Linked DNA regions of Callithrix jacchus: region 2 is linked to region 1. Evidence: chromatin contacts called from public Hi-C data. All regions are on one chromosome and are shown on one strand. Each heading gives the region's core, a stretch centred on a gene start, on an enhancer-like site or on the middle of the called end of the contact. The rest is flanking DNA. Distances are from core to core; before and after follow the strand shown.

What was found. A called contact is a pair of places that touch in the nucleus more often than the background predicts.
Region 2: a Hi-C map of skeletal muscle shows a contact between it and region 1, with 5 times the contacts expected there. The contact joins the promoter of JADE2 here to the promoter of UBE2B in region 1. A contact is called at or near these places in 2 of 3 Hi-C or Micro-C datasets (both in skeletal muscle).

Annotation. Positions count from the first base shown.
Region 1 is chr2:32,755,299-32,762,329 of calJac240_pri, reverse strand. It overlaps UBE2B (ubiquitin conjugating enzyme E2 B), which reads right to left and starts at 2,468. Exons shown (of 5, transcript XM_008984915.6): 1 at 2,305-2,468; 2 at 135-215. The coding sequence starts at 2,348. It overlaps CDKL3 (cyclin dependent kinase like 3), which reads left to right and starts at 2,523. Exons shown (of 13, transcript XM_078359378.1): 1 at 2,523-2,937; 2 at 6,797-6,982. The coding sequence starts at 6,818.
Region 2 is chr2:32,921,063-32,928,514 of calJac240_pri, reverse strand. JADE2 (jade family PHD finger 2) reads right to left here and starts at 1,365. Exons shown (of 12, transcript XM_035284880.3): 1 at 1,180-1,365.

The DNA of each region.
Region 1 (7,031 bases), core at 1,219-3,718:
AAAATTTTTTTCTAATTTATCTTGTAGTTTTAGTCCTGAAGATCTCTCAATCCACCCCAGTTTCTTTTCCTAGGCAGTTGTTATATATTCACTTAAAGATTCAACACACACCTATTATAAACCTTTCAACTCACCCAAATATAACTGCATTCCACTGCATGATGTTGTTTTCAGATGGTGCACCACTGACACCCACAGGTGGGTCCTCTTGTAACCTAGAAATCCGGAGTGGTAATTTAAAAAGTTGAACATTAAGGCCACTAAGGAGGCCACATAAACACCTACAGACACTATACCATCTATTGTGACACAGGGACTAACTCCATTTCCTTGTTACTGTGAACTAAAATGAACCCTATGACTTAAATATATTAACCAGGTATATACACTTATTAAATACCTCTCCAAATTATCTAAAAATGTAAAAGGCTTGAGAATCATCCCTTTTTCAATATTATCAAGATTATTATCTCTTCAAGAATTGATGCATACAGACTGTCCTCTTAAACCAAAAAAAAGTTTAAAAACTCAAAAGCAAATAATATTTTTACAGAACCATCGATTTTGCTGCTCTAACCATCCAAAGACTGTGTGTCTTAACCACAGGTACTTCTGCAAAATGGCTAAAAAAAGAAAAGCAAACCTCAGTGTAAACACTAATGACTGAAAACACGTTAATTACAAAACTAGTATTAGGCAGATTTACTTTATCCCTTTTGCTTCAAACGGCAATGGCTTTAAAAAGTAATCAGTAGGTTTTCTGCCAGTCCCTATTTTAAGGCTCTGCACTAACACCAAATCTACCTCTCAGATCAGGAGACTCAATACAAGGCTTTCCAACATTCCTCAAATTCTTATAACCTGCAGACCTTTGGAAAACTTCAAAAGGTGTCATATACTCAACTCAGAATTAAGCAGAGCATTACAGTAAGGAGCCAGGGAGACAATGACGTGAACTAAATTGCTATTTGAATTTTAGTCACAAGTGCCAAGCAAATACACTAATTTCAAGCTTTAGAAAGATAACTTTTGCACAAAAAAGGGCATCTCCTTTCAGAGACTGTAGTGTCAATTAAAAATGCTACATTATACACACAAATACATATGCAGTCGTTTTCATGGGGCATCACACTTTGCAACTAGTCCACATTAAAAAAAAAAAAGGTTTTTAGTCAATTTCAAGCAAATTAGGCCGCCACGAACAGAAGCCTCACAAGAACTGCACTGCTTGACGCCTACCTTTAAATGGCTAAGAGAAGCTACCAATGAATTAAATAAGTTGGCCAAAGCCCAAAACAATGGATGGCTTCCAAATGCTTCACATAGGCTTTATAATGGCTGAGTTGAGAGGCGACTTCCTGAGCGACAAATCTAAGTTTTTAGGCCAGATATTTTGTCTCAATTAGGGCAGGTATCCCCAAAAAAAATTTTAAGAAAAACGTGCAGAGTTATCAAAATGCTGTTTTCTCACATGTTTTTCTATGTCTCTAAGTATCCAATTAAAGGCAAACGACGGACTAATCATTCTCTTTCTCACAACCCCAATACCTCCTAACAGTTAAAACCCTATTTATTTACCAAAGGAGGCCCAGGGAGTATCAAATTAGCGCCCGTCTAAGGGAAGGCATTTTTCCAGACTCGGGAGGCTATAGATAGGGCTTTCTTCACCAGCCAGAGCTGAGTTCCAGAAGGCACTGGCAGCCGGGGTGGCCAGCTCTGAGGTCCCAGATCTCTAAGTCGGTTCCCAAGGTCCTTTCAGGCGGGCGGGGACAGAGTCGGGTTTCGGGGGATGGGTTAAGCTCCGGGCCTCACGCACTGGACCCCACCCTCACGGTAGAAATGGAAAGGACCGGGGCGTGGTGCGGGGGGTTTCGCCCCAACCCGGCTCCTCGGAGAAGACGGCGGGGCAGTGAAACAAAGCTGACCGGTGCAGCCGGCGAGGAACAAACTCCCGCAGGAGCTTACTTTAAGAGGACAAGAAGGGGGCGCCGCAGGGTGCAGGGGCGGGTGGAGGAAATCTGATCGCCGGGCAGCTGGCCGAAAAGGGCAGCAGGGAACCCTAGGCCAGTCGATCGACACCGTTTTACTTTTTGGGGGTAGGAGGAGTATCGAAATTTATTCGGCCGCCAAAACGAGAGGCAAGGATAAGGTAGTGGAAGCCGAGGCTAGGACCCGGCTTCTGCCAGTTCTGCTGGGCCCACAGCCGGCCCTCGGAGGGTCACAAGGGGAAGGTGTCCGGGATCCCCACCCTGCAGCCCCGCAGCTTTGAGGGGCCGTCATCTAGGCGGACGTGAAGGCCCTTACCGCTTGAAATCCCGCATGAGCCTTCTCCGGGCCGGGGTCGACATGCTCCCCAGCTGCCCCGCGGTCAGTCTGAAAGAAAAGAGTCCCGCGCAGCCCCCCCACCCCCCGGCGCGGCGGCCAAATCACTGTGGGTAGCTGCCGCTGCTGCCGTCGCCGAGACTGACAAACAACCCTGCAATGACGTCTCCCTCCGCCGCCTCCGGATCCCTCCGCCCTCCGGATCCCTCCGCCCTCCGCCGCTACCACGGAAGAGCGTTGGGGGAGGAGGGGGCGGGACGCTGGAGCGCGCGTTCTCCGAGCCCTTCTGCGGGGCTGGGTTCAGCCTGGGCTTCCTGAAATGATCGGCAAGTTTGTGTACTCTGTGCTTACACTAGAGGTTGTGGATTCAGAGACCACGGAACCGAAACACTATCTGTCCCCCTCCCCGTCATTAGTTTAGACTCGGCGGGGTGGAGAGAGGGGGGACTCATCCGGGCCAGAGATTTCAGGGAAAGGAGGTGGGATGACGTAAGATCACGTGACTGACCGTGGCCTTGTCAACAATCCACCCCTGAGGGGGAGGGGGAGAAGTATCTAGAACCACGTGTCCCTATGACGCCTTTAGAATGGGTCACGTGAAAGCCTCGCCTCTATGTGAGTTTCAGCCAGCTCTATGAAGCTGGTTCAAGGGAGATTACACCTTTATTAGTTGTTTCCTGTTTATTACAGGTTAGAGACATCATTACCCAAGAGATCATGGCAGAATCAACAGCTTGTTTTGTTTTGTTTTGTTTTGTTTTTTTTTTTGAGGGTTTTAAAATTATTTATTTATTTTACATTTTGTAGAGGCAGGGTCTCTCAAAGTGCTGGGATTACAGGCATGAGTCACGTTTTGTTTTCTTTAAACCGGGACCAAAAATAATTCCCCTCTGGTTGGTTCAGTGGCTTATCAACTCTGCTATTGGGGCAAGAAGGGTATTGCACGATCTTCTAAGGCAGCATTGAATGTTGAGGCCCACACAACAATATCCTGCAATGCTTCCTTGAAGCTACCAAATAGTCTTTCAGCTTTGCAGTGGGGTTTCTAGTATTGAAAATTTTGGGCAAACATTAAAGGATGGTGTATTATGCAGTTTTTCCTTTCTGGGTCTGCTTTCATTTGAAGATATGTGTCAGAGTCCGGGACTTGCCTATAGGGGGTTGTACCATTGTATATTTTTAAGGAATGTGGGGTTGCAGACTTCCAGGCTTATCAATGAGTGGTTGGTTGTCAAAGAAACCTACAAATATGATTTATACCTGGGGGAGAGCTCCTGTAGATATGAGTGAGGGTTATAAATCTAGCCTGAAGGCCCGGTGCGATGGCTCACGCCTATAGTCCCAGCACTTTGGGAGGCTGAGGCGAGTGGATCACGAGGTCAAGAGATCGAGACCATCCTGGTCAACAAGGTGAAACACCGTCTCTACTAAAAATACAAAAATTAGCTGGGCATGGTGGCGTGCGCCTGTAGTCCCAGCTACTCGGGAGGCTGAGGCAGAATTGCTTGAACCCAGGAGGTGGAGGCTGCAGTGAGCCGAGACTGCGCCGTTGCACTCCAGCCTGGGTAACAAGAACAAAACTCTGTCTCAAAACAAAACAAAACAAAAAAATAAATCTAGCCTGAGATAACTTTAGGTTTTCTACACTAGCAAGTAAAGTGCAAATGGGCCAGAAGTGCCCCCCCATCACCAGGGGGGTTCAAAAGTGTTGATCTCCCACAGACCTTGAATATTTTCTGTAGTTACTGTCCTTCCCTCTATTGCTTCCAGTTCCTACCCTCAGGACTTTGTTATACTAAGGACTCTGAGTACTGAGGAATCCTTCAGCTCAACAGGGAAAGGGAAGGTGGAATGAAGACCTTAGCATTGCCTCAACCTTGCCCATAGTTCCATGGAAGCAGAGTTAACTTTTCCGACTTTCCTTGCATCTTCCTCTTTAAACCCTGAATTCTCTCTCTGCTTCCAGTGACTGCCTCGGTAATCGAGTTAGGCAGGCCTAACTCTTGATAGGTCCTGTTAAACATTTCACAATGTGTTTTCTAAGTCAAAAGCTGAATATTCTTAATTTTTTTGCCTTTCTGCCATTGCAGTCCTAACCCTTCCGATAACAAAAGAGAAAGATACACATGTAAGGTTACATGGAGAAAAATGGTCAAGAGAAACTGTATCTTAAAAATATTCGGCATGAGCTGAGACATAAGCTCATGCCTGTAATCCTAATACTTTGGGAGGCCATAAGTTTGAGACCAGCCTGTGCAAAACAGGAGATCCTGTCTCTGCAAAAAGTAAAATTAGCTAGGCGTGGTGACATACACCAGTAGTCCCAGCAACCTGGGAGGCTGAGGCAGAAGGATCGCTTGAGCCGAGGAAGTTGAAGCTGCAGTGAACCATCATCGTGCCACTGAGACCTTGACAAAAAAAAACAAAAACAAAAACAAAAACACCTTATAATTTACCAGTTAAGGCAGTCACTGAAAGCAGAAACAATTCAGGGTTTGCAGAAAGGGAGGTACAAGGAAAGTGGAAAAAGTTAACCTTTTCTGGTTCCATGGAACTATGGGCAAGATTAGGAAAATGGTGAGGTCTTCCTCCCTCCCTCCCTTTCCCTGTTGAGCTGAAGAATTTCCTAAATGGATACAAATGTGCTCAGAATCCTCTTGACTGACCAACGAAATACTGAAGATGGGAACTGGAGGCAACAGAGATAAGGAATTCAGTGACTACAGGGATTTACAATTGTTTTGGAAACAGTTTATTTTCCAAAATGAAATAACACTTTGATTAATTCAGTGAATCTGCATCATAAAGTCTTACAATTGTGTATTAGCAAGAATCACTGGCTGTCCTGGTTAACCAGGCCTGCCACAACCTACTTGTAGAAGGAATAATTTTAAAGCTATCAATTGTATGCTGTTATCAATTCTGTAGCTCTGGATTATGAACTCACTGAGGGCAGGGAAGGGACTCCATTTGGTTCATTTTTCTCCTGGGAAAATTTTTTCTTTTTCTTTTTTGAGACAGTCTTGCTTTGTCACCCAGGCTGGAGTGCAGTGGCGTGAACAGGGCTGACTTTTTTTTACAGAAAAAAGAAAAAAAGAGCTCTATTCAAAAAAAAAAAAAAAAAGCACTCCTTAGGGACTTGCTCTAGTGATGTGGTGGTTATTCATTAGGGACTGTCACTTCAGCTGAACTCTGTCTACTTAAGCAATTAGACTCCGGCATCTTTATTTCTGTGCCCTTGTACATCACTTCCAATATAGTAGAACCCTTCGAATTACTTGCTTGCCTAGAAGTTTGACATGTTGTGAGGGAGGGTTCTTTTTTTTTTTTTTAAAGATTACTAACAGAAAAAATTAAAAGGCATATGGCACGTGTTCAAGAAGTTTTTAAGAACCATGTTGGCCAGGCGTGGCCGCTCACCCCTGTAATCCCAGCACTTTGGGAGGCCGAGGCGGGCAGATCACCTGAGGTCCGAATTCGAGACCAGCCTGGCCAACATGGTAGAAACGCTGTCTTTACTAAAAATACAAAAATTAGCCGGGCATGGTGGCGCATGCCTGTAATCCCAGCTACTCGGGAGGCTGAGGCAGGAGAATCATTTGAACCCGGGAGTTGGAGATTGCAGGGAGCCAAGATTGCGCCACTGCACTCCAGCCTGGGCAACACAACAGGGCTGTCTCAAAAAAAAAAAAAAAAATGAGGACGCTCATCACCTCCATTCAAAAGTAACCTTGTGAGGAGGCTCAGCTGCGACAGTAACCTGTACTGCCCACCCCATTGCCGAGGACTCTTCATCTTGCACCTATCCAGAACAGGTTCCTTTTCTTCTCACTTTCTTTTCCGGGTCGGAACCTTGACCACGTTCCGGTCTTGCGCACTAGGGCTAGAACGCAGCAAGACCGTTTCCATGGTAGCGAGTGGCCGGAGCCTTGGCTAGGACGTAACCAACAAAGTAGGGTCAGTGTTCCGTGGCTCCACGCAGAGCCAGGCCAGCGGGACCACAGAGAATGGGCTGAAGCGGCGGCAGCTGTTTGGATAAAGTCGACAGCTGGACGTGGGGCGTGACGCCGGTCCGGCATCCTAAGACGTCTGGTTTGAATTGAGGGCGGGAAGTAGGCGACTGCTGTAGTGCAGGAACTTCTTATTTGACAGGAACATGACAGGAATTGTGGGGACCCCATGCTTGATGGATGGTGACTTATAGTGAGGTAATCTCAAGGTGTTGAAGGGCATGACCGAGATCGCAGGAGTACCCCTGAGTTCTGGTGAGAGCTGGAGCCTCAAAAGGACACTTTACTCAAGCTCTTTAGTTCCCAAAGACAAAAAAGCTCAGTGGAAAAGATTCATTTTTTTGTTTGTTTAATGGCTCTGTTATTTGAAACTATGGGTTTATTGTGTATATGATTATCTAGTTTGAATAAATAAAAGTATAAACGTTTAACATTTTCCATTTTCTTTCTTCATTTCTATAAAGTAATAAAAGCCCAGCTTGAAAATGGAGATGTATGAAACTCTTGAAAAAGTGGGAGAGGGAAGTTACGGAACAGTCATGAAATGTAAACATAAGAATACTGGGCAGATAGTGGCCATTAAGATATTTTATGAGAGACCAGAAAAATCTGTCAACAAAACTGCGATGAGAGAAATAAAGTTTCTAAAGGTTTGTTTCTTTTGCCTTAATCATCTAAGTCAAAAGAAAAATTGTTATG
Region 2 (7,452 bases), core at 116-2,615, 170 kb before region 1:
GGTGCCCTGCCTCGCCGCGCCCCCACCACGCCTGCCGGCACCCTGGGCCCGGACTCCCCATGGACTCTGGGGCGCCCCTAGCCCGCCCCGTCCCCAGGGCCGGGCCCGAGCGGCGGCTGCGCCCATGCAAGTCCCATCAGGTCTGCTCACACTTCACACACTCACACACATACCCCGCCCCTCCACTCTTTCACTCACACTTTCTGCTCACACCCCGCCCCCTACGCGCCCCAGACCCGGGCGGCGCCCCCCGCAACCTTAAAAAAAAAAAAAAGCAAGCTTATACTTAAAAAAATCTTTTGGCGCCATATTAATGACGTACTTAAAATTTGCCATTTCTCCCTGCGTCAAAAAGACGTTTCTTTGCAAATAACAGCCTGGAGGCGACACTCGCGGAGGGAACGAGGTTTGCACTGAGCACCCCGCCCCCCGGGGCTCCAGCGCTGGAAGACCCTCGCCCTAGGCCCTGCTTTTGAATCGCTGGTTTTAAAATGTGAATCGAATAAATCGCGTGGCGTTTCGCAGCGCCTGAAGTGAGCAGAAAGTGCTGGCAGGAGGGGAGGGGATGGGCGCACGAGAGTCTTGAGGAGGGGGCGCGGCCCTCCTCCCCGCACCCACTCCAAATGTAAAACTAACATTCCGGGCGGGGGAAACTTGAAATTGTAGGCGACCTCAAGAAAAGAGGGGCGGTCCGTAGAGAGGGTCCCCTTGGGGCTCGTCGCCCCCTCCCCCTTCCCGGGTGCCTCCTGGCGCCTAGCGCTGCCCCGCATTTCCGGGGGGTGGAGAAGCCAGTGAAGGGTGGGTAGGTGGCTGGCTGCACATCCTGGCCCCAGTAGGATTTTGCCCCGGGGCGACCCCTTCCCCCTTGCTCTTTCTTCCCATTACCCCGAAAGGGTTAAAAACCGAGGGGTAACTTCCAAAGGCTGGCACATGGCGAGGAAGCAGGGCGCCCCTCTCCCCACCCTTCGCCTCCTCGCCCCTCCTCCTCCGGCTCCACTTCCCGACTTGACCTTGTGGTGCACAAACAGTGCGCTCGGATCCTCGCAGTTTCTGGAAGAAGAGCCTGCGCTCGCCAGGCGGGCGGGCTGTCGGGCTGCTAGCCGGCGGTGGCGGGGCCTTGGGTCTGTTCCCGGAGCCGCGGGCCACACCCACCCAACCCGCTGCGCCCGCCGAGCTCACCTTCTCTCGAGGAAGGGGAAGGACTGGCCTCCTGGTTGGGGAGGGATGGGGGGTCAAGCTTCAACCTCTTCGGAATGCCTCTGGCTTGGGAGGGGGTGGTCTGCCCTCCGGAGCAGATTGTGGGGAGCCTGGCCCAACATCCCCAAAGCACAGTGGCCAACTTTTTATTCCCCCTCATGCTCGACTGCCCCTCAAAGGTGATCCAATAATTTTTCAGCTCACCTTTGGCATTGAAGGCACGTGGGTGAGTTGTGAATGGACACAGGAGTAGCCTTCCCTCTCCAAGACTGAAGGTTGTTTATTCTTCTTTCCCCTCCACCCCCTTCCATGGGAAGACAAATATTCAATTTACATAAGATGACATTTATGTGACAATTAAGAAGATTCCCCGATGGAGTGTTGTGAACACATTTGCTTATAGGAGAAATAAATCTAATAATAAACAAACTCATAATAACAGCACAAATCCTCCGACAGGGCGGATTGTCTACCCAACAAAGAGGGAGATGATGGATGCTGAAATAAGCAGTTTTTGCAACAAGAAAGAAATATGGGCTCAAAGGGAGTCACTGCAACATTTCTTCTTCCTTGGCCTTCATTCACAAAGTCTGAGGAGAATTGTCTGGCAAGAGGATGGTCTGGGAATTACCACCCAGTTAGACCTGGCTGTGGCTCTCAGTGGTCAATTGGTGGGATTTTTCCCTAGCCAAGCTCAGAGTCTGGAAACAGGTGTTGCAGACTTGGAGTGCGTAACAAAACAGTTAAATACTTAGGTTCTAATCCTGGCTTTGCAGTTCAGAAGCTGTGTGATGCGGGCAAGTGAATTCATCTCCTTTGGACTCTTTTTCCTCTTGGGTAGAATGGGGTGGTTGGAGGGTTCCTGAGGCCATGTGTGCACACGTGCATATATGTATGTATGTGCATATACATGTGGTATGTGTAAAGCAGCACCTGGCTTAGGGTGCACAGTGCCCATTAGCACTTTGCCAACTACCTAAGTGGGTTTCTTTAGGAAGGGTAAAATTGTTCTTCGAAGCTTGATGGTCAAGGTCCAGATGACTGTCGGCCACATATCTGGGGGTGGGAGTGAGGGCACCAGTTTACAGTGGCACAGTCTAAAGAGATGATCTCCAGAGATGGAGGAGGGAGGGGTGACCATTTAAAGTACACCTGCTCTGTACTGGTCACTTTGGGAGCCATTCCATCTCCTTCTCCCCTAACCCCCTTCTTACCTGTTCAGAAAGGTTTAGTAACTTAACCACAGCCACACAGCTAGTAAGTGCTGGCAGAGTTGGCTCCTAGATCTAGCTGACCTTAAGACCTAATGTGGTTTCTATTTTACCACACTGCCAGAAAGAAAAAGTATTACTAATATTGCTTTGATTAGGGATGGGGGTCTGATTGCTGTCTTGGCAAGAAAGAAGTTTATGAGCAGCACTTTGCCTCTGAGGTGGTTCACTGACTTGGGGTGAGACCCAGGTCTTCTAATGAGCGCTTGAAAATACCGCTTGCATAGGACTGGAAGTCCTGTGAAAATCCTTGGATTCCCACAGCTCTCTGCTGCTGTTTAAGGTTAACCTTGGAAGCTTTAACAGAATGATAACGATAAAGCTAATTGTAACTCCTTAATCTTTATTAAAAGTCTCACAAATCATTCATTAACTTTTTTTTTTCCTTTTTCCACAATCCCTACTTTGGATATAATCATTCATTAACTTTTTACAGGAAAGAAATGAGAAGAAACAGAGTTCTTGGAGATGTAATCATTCGTTTTTTTCCACAGGCCTCCCATATGGCAGGCACCATTCTTGGTGTTGGGGACGAAGCACACACAAACACAAATACAGAAAAAATAAGCAAATGAGGGGCGGGACAGGGAGAGCATCAGGAAGAATAGCTAGTGGATGCTGGGCTTAATGCCTAGGTGTTGGGATGATCTGTGCAACAAACCACCGCGGCACACGTTTACCTGTGTGACAAACCTGTACATCCTTCACATGTACCCTGGAGCCTAAACAAAAAAGGGTAAAAATGTTAGCTGCTAGAGTGAGCAGGTTAAGACTGGACATGATTTTATTCTAAATTCCAAAAAATAAATATGTATTATGTTTGAAAGTGATTAAGTGCTGTCGAGAAACTCTTAAGTAGGAAAGGGTGATACACAACGTGGGAGTGCAGTTTTAAATAAAATAGTCAGGGAAGGGCTCACCGAGAAGGCAGTATTTGAGAAAAGGAGGTAAAGGAGCGAACTGTGTATATGAGTATGTGTGTATGTACATGGGGGAAGGGAAGCCAGCTGTTCTTAACCTGGAGACGACAGACTCTCCTCTCCATGGGTCTGTGGATAGAATTCAGAGGATCTTGACCTTAGATGAGGAAAAAATTACACCTTTATTTTCACTAATTAAAATGTAGCATGTTCTTCAATTATGAATACAGATAACAAATCAGTGATATTTACAGCACCTGTGATATTATTGTTGGTAGAAATCAGATATTTTGATATTAGTAGAGTTGTTGCAAATATCTTAAAATATCATTACACTTCACAAGTAATTTATTGAAAAAATATCATTTTACTCATCACTACTTCAAAATCATGCTGCTAGCTCTTGTAATTTTTTTTTTTTTTGAGACAAAGTCTCACTCTGTTATCAGGCTGGAGTACACTGGCTTGATCTCGGTTCACTGCAAACTCTGACTCCCTGGTTCAAGAAATTCTTCTGCCTCAGCCTCCCGAGCAGCTGGGATTACAGGCACGCGCAGGCACGTGCCACCATGCCCAGATAATTTTTGTATTTTTAGTAGAGATAGGGTTTCACCATGTTGGCCAGGATGGTCTCGATCTCCTGACCTCATGACCCACCCGCCTCCTTATCTCTTGTAATTTAATGAATTAATAAAGAAGCACATATAGTATATATTTTAAAATATTTTGAGAGTTGTATTTCAATACAATTGGTTTTCTTTATAATTTATGGAACTTATTTTATGGCTTTAAAGATACTGTACTCAGGAGTCCACAGGTGTCACAGACTGCGAAAACAGTCCGTGGCACATGCACAAAAAAGGTTAAGAACCAACTAGAGGCCAGCAAGTCCAATGCCTCCAAGGCAGGAATGTGTTTAATATGTAAATGAAAGAGATTATATAGGGCCTTGTAGGTCATTGTTAGGAATTTGGCTTTTGCTGGAGTGATAAGGAGGGTTTTGAGCAGATGACCGACATGATCTGACCCTGGGTTTTACGGGTCACTCGGGTGTTACGTGGGGAACAGATTAAAGAGGCAAAGCAGAAGCAGGAAGCCCAGTTAGGAGACCACCTGAATAAAGGAGGTGAGAGATGACTGGACCAGAGCGGTAGCAATGGAAGTAGTGAAAAGCGGTCATCTGTGTTTTGAAGGTAGCTCTGACAGGATTTGCTGGTGGAGAACAAGAAAAAGAAAGAAATCAAGGACAACGATAAGCATTTTACTTGAACTAATGGAGAGATACAGTTGAGATGGGAGAAGCTGGAAGGAGTAGGTTTTAGGGGATTAGGAGCTCAGGGTTGGGCATATGAAGCTTAAGATGCCTATTGGACATCCAAGTGCAGCCACTGGCAGGCAGCAAGGCATGACAGCCTCAGCTCAGAGGCGAGGTCTGGGCTAAAGATAATATTTGAGAATGGTCAGCGAACAGATGGGTGGCATTTAAATTTGAGATGATCAACTAAGTGAATATAGGAAGAGAAGGGGCTTGGCCGGGCTCGGTGGCTCACACCTGAAATGCCAGCACTTTGGGAGACTGAGGCAGGCAGATCATGAGGTCAGGAGATCGAGACCATCCTGGCCAACATGGTGAAACCCAGTCTCTACTACAAATACAAAAATTAATTGGGCATGGTGGTGTGTGCTTGTAATCCCAGCTACTCGGGAGGCTGACAGAGGAGAACCACTTGAACTCCGGAGGTGGTGGTTGCAATGAGCTGAAATTGCACCACTGCACTCCAGCCGGGGGGATAGAGCAAGACTCTGTCTCAAAAAAAAAAAAAAAAAAGCAAAGAGAAGGAGCTCAAGGACAGTACCCTTGGGCACTGCAAGGTGAAGAGGTCTGGAAGATGAAGAGAAACCAGCACAAGTGTTAATGTTGTTAAAAAAAAAATTAATCGGCTGGGCGCGGTGGCTCACGCCTATAATCCCAGCACTTTGGGAGACCGAGGAGGGTGGATCACGAGGTCAAGGGATCGAGACCATCCTGATCAACAAGGTAAAACCCTGTTTCTACTAAAAATACAAAAATTAGCTGGGCATGGTGTTGCGTACCTGTAGTCCCAGCTACTTGGGAGGCTGAGGCAGGAGAATTGCTTGAACCCAGGAGGCGGAGGTTGCGGTGAGCCGAGATCGTGCCATTGCACTCCAGTCTGGGTAACAACAGCGAAACTCTGTCTCAAAAAAAAAAAAAATCAATCAATCAATCAATAAAAAAAATTATTCAAAGAGATAGAAGGAATATCCTAGAAGCCAAAAGAAGTGAGAGAGAGCTTCAGGAGGGAGGAAAGCCCTAAGTCCAAAGCTGTGGAGGGGTCAGACAAGCCGGAGGTTGAGAATTAATCATTGGGTTCATCAACGTTGAGGTTACTGGTGACCTTGACGTTATTGGTGACCTTGACAAGAGCCATGTCAATGGAGTAATGTCAGCAAAAGCTTGATTGAAATAGTTCAGGAGAGAGTGGGAAGGTTTCTAGTTGTCACAACTTGTTCTCAGATGCTAATTGAGAATGAGATGTACTCTGTATATGTTTATCTGTGAATGTGTATAGAGGTGGATAACTATACATCTGTAGAAATTTAATTAAAACAACTTTTCTTGAGGATCTTCTAGGTACTAGGCATAGTAATGGATACTACAAATACTGAGGGAAATAAAACACATCAATTGCCTTCCTAGAGTTCACAGTCTAGCAAACTTTGTTGGCACGTGAAATACACGCAAAGCAATATACATGACTAAATACACGCAGTAAGTCCGGACATCAGTTTTTCTAGTGTAATAGACAATATGTTTAAAACTGTGGATTCCAGAGTCAGGCAGTCCTTTGAGTCCTGTCTCCACCATTCTCTAGCTCTGTTACTTTGCACAAGTCAATTAACCTCTCTGTGCCTCGTTATCTTCTGTCAACTCGGGATGCAATCATTTCCAAACTTTAGTATGTATGGAGTGCATGGGATGCATGTTAAAAATGCAGATTTTTTTTTTTTTTTTTTTGAGACAGAATCTCACTCTGTGGCCCAGGCCGGGGTGCTGTGGTGTGATCTTGGCTCATTGCAACCTCTGCCTCCCAGGTTCAAGTGATTCTCCTGCCTCAGCCTCCCGAGCAGCTGGGATTACAGGTGCGCACCAGATGCCTGATTAATTTTTGTATTTTTAGTAGAGATGGATTTTACCATGTTGGTCAGGCTGGTCTTGAACTCCTGATCTTGTAATCTGCCTACCTTCGTCTCCCAAAGTGCTGGGATTACAGGTGTGAGCCACCATGCCCAGACTAAAAATCCTGTTAAATAACTTGCAGTATATGCCCAAATGCTGAAGTACAGCATACCCTAAAAACCCTAAATTGAGAGAATAGTGTAAGATTGGTTCAACATTCATTCACTGAATATTTATTGCCTGCTATGTTTTGACCTGGGTTGGTTCACCCCCTGCTTAGGCAACCTGGTAGTCCCCTGCTCCTGGGAGGTCACCATATTGATTCTGAACTTATTTCAGACACCCAATCCACATAATGAACTACAGCACAGAGTTCCTGGGCTCAAGTGGTCCTCCTGCCTCAGCCTCCAGAATAGCTTGGACTACAGGCACGTGCCACCACGCCTGGCACTTGCTGTTTTGAAGGTGGTATACAAGGGTTGCAAAGAGACAGAAAATATCTGACTCAACAATTTGTCTGAGTCATCAAAGTAGGCAGAAGCCTCAGATGTAGTTAGCCATACTCCCCAGCAGCCCACCTCTGTGCCAGGTGTGCCAAGTCCTCATTTGAGTTCTAGACCTGTATTCACACACTCACTGCTTAGGGTAATGCTCGTCCAACTACACTATGCACACAAATCACCTGGGATCTTGTTCAGATGCAAATTCTGATTCATTAAGTCTGCAAGAGCTAAGAGTCTGCATTTTATTTTATTTATTTTTTATGTTTTTATTTTTTGAGGCAGAGTCTTGCTCTGCCACCCTGGCTGGAATGCAATGGTGTGATCTTGGCTCACTGCAACCTCTGCCTCCTGAGTTCAAGCAA